Linked DNA regions of Danio rerio: region 2 is linked to region 1. Evidence: chromatin contacts called from public Hi-C data. All regions are on one chromosome and are shown on one strand. The core of a region is the stretch at or near the end of the contact, and the rest is flanking DNA. Distances in the headings are between cores, read along the strand shown. Region 1 has its middle 14 kb from the start of foxq2. Region 2 holds the start of si:dkey-172o19.2.

What was found. A called contact is a pair of places that touch in the nucleus more often than the background predicts.
Region 2: a Hi-C map of embryo shows a contact between it and region 1, with 2.2 times the contacts expected there. The contact joins the promoter of si:dkey-172o19.2 here to the enhancer-like site in region 1. A contact is called at or near these places in 3 of 18 Hi-C or Micro-C datasets (caudal fin, embryo and hematopoietic stem cells).

What each region holds. Positions count from the first base shown.
Region 1 is chr22:20,291,233-20,294,067 of GRCz12tu, forward strand. No RefSeq gene overlaps it. Among named protein-coding and RNA genes, the nearest start is that of foxq2, 14 kb to the left of the region's middle. Within about 2 kb of position 1,424, at least 7 of the 62 cell types and tissues checked have an H3K27ac peak or open chromatin away from gene starts, as enhancers often do.
Region 2 is chr22:20,389,592-20,392,357 of GRCz12tu, forward strand. It overlaps si:dkey-172o19.2, which reads left to right and starts at 1,504. Exons shown (of 2, transcript XM_005170532.6): 1 at 1,504-1,701; 2 at 2,322-2,766. The coding sequence starts at 2,326.

The DNA of each region.
Region 1 (2,835 bases), core at 174-2,673:
CGTGGTCAACTCCACTCTGCGTCTCAAGTCTGCCGACATACGTGTCGAGCTACCAGATAAACTGGTAAGTGACAAGAGCAACAGTGCCATACCACCCCATAGTGTTCGTTTGAAAGATGATTTACGAACTCCAGAAATGTATATAAAGGAATGAGCCAATTATGTTTCTAAAGGTGCTGATGACTTTCACCTGATGTTGGTAACAACAAAAGAAATCCATATCTACAAAGAAAACAACGTTAATTAGTTTATGAATTATTATATAAAATGATATGACACTCAGTTGCCATTTCTGTGGGGAGATCTGTGTGCATGTTCTCCCCGTGTTCGTGTGTGTTTCCTCCGAGTGCTCCGGTTTCCCCCACAAGTCCAAAGACTTGCGGTACAGGTGAATTGGGTAAGCTAAATTGGCCGTAGTGTATGTGTGTAAATGAGTGTGTATGGATCTTTTCCAGTGATAGTTTGCATTTGGAAGGGCATCCACTGCGTAAAACATGTGCTGGATAAGTTGGCGGTTCATTCCACTGTGGCGATCCCAGATTAATAAAGGGCCTAAGCCGAAAAGAAAATGAATGAATGATACAACACAGAAAAACTTGATGAAGAAAGGGGGGTGTAGAAAGGCAGAGAAAGCCCAGACATTAGCTGAAATGTCTCCAGTTCTTTAGCAACCCTCTGCTCTTCCTCATTGTAAATGAATATTAGCTGCTTCAGTCCAACATCTACGTTTCCAGGATGGTGAAGATGAAACCAAGGTGGACATTTCAGCAAGACAATAATCCAAAACACAGCCAAGAAAACTCTTAAATTCTTTCAGAACAGGAAAAAAAAATTAAGCTATAGAATGGCCCAGCCAATCACCTGACTTGAATCCAATAGGAAATACAAAATAAAGATCAGATTTGATAGACAAGACCCACAAAATTATCAAGATTTTCCACACTCTGTTGAAGTCCTGAGCAATTCATGTTTCAGAGGAGAGGCGAATTTAAGCAGCCATCACCAAAAAAGCCTTTACATAAAGTGTTAAATATGTTTCAATAGTTCAGTACTTCATCCTTGTGTCATTTCATTGTTATTACACTTATTTTTTCAGATTTATTTTTGTTTTGTGTATTTTTATGCTTTTAGTGTTTGGGTTTTCACCAAAATCTGGTTCAACCCCAAGTTAACAGCCCCGAATATTTTTTTTCCAGAAAAACATGACGTGTTGAATGCTTATTCCCCTATTGTATGTGCACAGAAAAAAATGAAACAAAAAAAGCCAGTGGACCTCACCAGCTTCGCTTTTCAGCCTTAAACCAACTGTTTTGACCAGCAGGGGGATCCTAAAGCCACAAAACCACTGGACGATGAAACAAAGAGGACCTCTCGGCAAGCACCATGATCTCCCCTCTACCTCCCTATCTCCATCTCTCTCTTGTGGTTTCCATGACGACAACTCTTGGACCTGATCCTTTTTTGACCCCTGAGGGTAACCTTTGGCCTGAGGAGTCATGGCCAGGGTCAAGAGGTCACGAGTGGCCAGAGGGCAATGAAAGCACTTCTACGATTGGCTCTCTTAGCAGCCCACATATTTTCATTTAGAGGCTTAAGCACAGGCCTCGTCCCTCAGTTCTGCAGATCAGCACACCAGAAGACTGTAAATCTTCTCTAAATACATGGACACCTTGTGAAAAGCTCAATCGGACATCATTTTGATTACTCACAATGTATGAATGCATCAGAACACTCAAAATGAAGCATCGATCATATTCCCCCTGCGTGAACGTGTGGGTGAGTGTTTGTATGAAACTTCTTGTTAAGAGCTACAGTATCTGCTTTGCATCGCCAACCGGCCTATTCATTTCTTTCACACCTCGTTTATTATCAGTTGAAGAGAAACAGCAATGAAGTGCTTTTAAAGACCGTAATGTGTCTCCTTCCTCTGCCTCGCATTGAAAGGACTTCATTCCAGGTCTCCATGCATAATGGCGTCAACTAAATGGCTGAAACATAATGTAAGACCCGGTGGTCACATGACTATAGCTATCCACAGTCCCGTAATTCATTCTTCGCATGATGGGTCGTCAATATTGATTTATGAGCGTAATGGTCATGGACTGATAGAAGGGTAGGATTGGGGGGGAAGATGAGTTAAGAGAAGATGGAGAGGGAGAGAGATAGAGGAGGATAAAGAGGGGCATAGGTGAAGGTGGATGGCGTATCTCTAACAAAGGCACCAGGTATGTGCTGCTATTAATGAATATTCTGTAATAATCTGCATTACAATGTCCGTGTTGGACCTATTACAGATTTAATTTATTACAAATGGAATGACAAAGTGCATGGGATAAGTGTAAATTACATGTTGTCCATTAGTACTACTTCCGAATTTGCTCTGCCCTTCACTTTTATATTGAATACTGTTGAATGTAATCTGAAACCATCGTTTAAGGTGCACTAAGTAATTATATATCACTGCACATCTGTTGTGCTTCTTTATAACATTTATTAATGCACACATTTAGGGTGAAATATCATAAACAACAGCTAAACCTGTTGTAGTCAGACTCAAAATTAAATAGATACTAGACTATCTTTTAAATTCAGATTTTTAATAGGAAGCTACACAATATTTTATTTGTGCATGTACATTAGATTAATCAGTACTGAAGCCAAATCTGGAGCTTATCTAACTACTAAAACTAATAATCTTACTTATGATAACGCTCCAAAAACTAGTACACCCAAATTTATTTGTTATAAAAAAATTTTAATACAAATTTAAAAAAAGAAGAAAAATCAAGAGAAGCAATTTTTAATGTACTTGAAATTTTATATTTTGTAAATTTT
Region 2 (2,766 bases), core at 254-2,753, 98 kb after region 1:
ACCCTAAACCTACCACCCCACAATAGTGTAAAAACAGTAATTATAACAAAAATATTTATATTATTTATTAAATTAACCAATAAATTATATTTTATTAACATCTGCCCCAAGTCCCAACCCTAAACCTACATCTCACAGTAATGTAAATACAGTAGTTATGTTGTGCAGTAATTTTGTTGTAGAAATAATTCTGTTAACTTTACGCCATAGCTGTATCCCTACTAGACTTTAAGTGATTTTGCTGACATATACAAAATATATGCACTATATTGATTGTGATGTTGCTACAATGATTAAGAATTGTGTGGTGCAGTGATACGCGGCTGTTGGATGATTAAATTGTGAATGAAGATGTTGACCAATCATCTAGATACAGAATGATTAAAATAATATTGTACTATGTGCACATGCCCATGCTTGCATATGCCATTTCAATTATGAAGTAGTAATACAATTGTGTTTTTATGCACATAGACTACCTGACAAAAGTCTTGTCGTCAATCCCAGATGTAAGAGCAACAAATAATAACTTGACATTTAAAAAAAGTGACAGAAGGCAGCTTTTTTCAGATGAATCGTCTGTTAAACTGCATCCCAATCATCACAAATAACACAGAAAACCTATTGGAACCTTCATGGATCCATGATTCTTATAGAAATTATCAAGTTTGGGGAAGGAATAATCATGGTTTGGGTTACATTCAGTGTGGGGGCATGTGAGAGAGTAGATAGCAACCTCAACAGCCTGAGGTATCAAAACATTTGTGCTGCCCATTACATTACAAACCACAGGAGAGGGCAAAGTCTTCAGCAGGATAGCACAGCTTCCACATAACAGTTCCTGAAAGCAAAGAATGTCAAGGTGCTCTAAGATTGACCAGCCCAGTCACCAGACATGAACACTGTTGAGCATGTCTGGAGTAAGATGAAGAGGGAGGCATTGAAAATGAATCCAAAGCCTCTTGATGAATTCTGGGAGTCCTGCAAGAATGCTTACTTTGTCATTCCAGATGACTTTATTAAGTTACTTGAGTCATTGCAGAGATGTATGGATGCAGTCCTTCAAGCGCATGGAAGTCATACACAATATAATTCTTCTTCCACGGCAGCATGACTTTATATTCTATACTGTACATTATTTCTGTTAAGTGGCAAGACTTTTGTCTGAGCAGTCAGACCTTACTGTCCTAATTAAATAATTAAAAATCAAGACATGATCATATTTAATTTCGGTAAAATTAGTGTAATCTAAACTTGGATAGGCGACAAGACTTTTGTTAGGTAGTGTATATTTAGTCTTGTTATTATTGTGCCAGTTTTGTCTGAATCCACGAGTAAAACCATTTAATAAATAAAATAGATTATTGCTAAATTCAACACATAAATATATAAAAGCGCAAACAGATGCTGAGTCTACCTGCCAGAATTTCTTCAAATCAAAAAGTAGAACAAACAAAACTGTGAGTCATCTCAAACCACAGAGAAAATTGTTTTTAAGTCTCCGCCTCTGAGACTGAGGAAGGAAGACGTGGTCCTCACCTACTACTGCTCCTTTCATGCAATAGGCATTTGCCACCTTGACAGTCATTGGTCGGCAGAGTGCGACTCTTTGCATGTTTCCAGTCTAAAAGCTCTACCTTTAAGCTGATGTCCTTTAAATTCAGTGTCACTCCAGCATCCCTCCTGTGGCAGCAGTGTACGGTAAGGTACAGTGAATGTTTCTTGTGACAGCTGTCTTCAGTTTAGACTTTAGATTCTGGTTTAGTATTGTGTATGCAAACTTAAAACTAAGGTCAAACATGCAGAAATTTAATTCTAGATCGATAGATATGAAGACGATGTTGTGGCTTGATGTGATGTGGTTTTGATAGGTTCTGAACCAAAGTGCGTCGTTTTTAAAAAGCAGATCAAATGACCTACAAATTGCCTAGATTTTAGCAGGTGAATATCTAAGATCTTTTATTCATGGTCGATTTCTTCAGTTGCGGTAGGTTGTGTGCATCAGATCTAACCAAGCATCGCTAAGCGCGAGCCCGACGTGTTCTTGTCGTAGACATCATTTTACACATTTAAAAATATAATTTGTCCTATGTGCTTCCTTGGTAGGGTGACAAATTTCTCATGTTTATTTTTACTCTAGTTCTGAAACTGTAGTGAGTGATCACAAATTTAGGTTATAATGAATGGTAAGCTTCCTAATTCTAGCATCATTAGTAATCATAAAACAAATTAATTACATGATCTCTGTAGTTATCAAAACAAAAAGTTGTATATATCAAAGTATTGGGGCCTACTGATCGTGATGTTCTATGTCTCACCAGAACAATGAGTACCAACAGAAGTCCAGAGCCTCTAGCAGACGCTTGTCTTCCTTCCTCCACTGGTGAGATCTCAGCCAGCAAAGACGAACCCGGAAATCTAAGGAGGCGTCTTCCGCTCACCGGCTCGTCCACACTGGCAAGGCGACTCTTCCACTTCCAGTCATACCGTAATCCACTCATTACCAGCAGACGGCGTAAACGTGAGATGACCCCCTCAGAGAAAAAAGACGCGTCATATTGGGTCAAGCGAAAGAAGAACAACGAGGCTGCCAAACGGTCCAGAGAGAAGCGTCGACTCAATGACTTCATGCTGGAGGGACAGCTTCTGGCGCTGAGCGAAGAGAATGCCCAGCTCAGGGCTGAGGTGCTGAGTCTGCAGTATCACATGGGAATCGCACGAAGTCTGGATGTCAATCATCCCATCATGCCCTTTCCCTATCCTGTT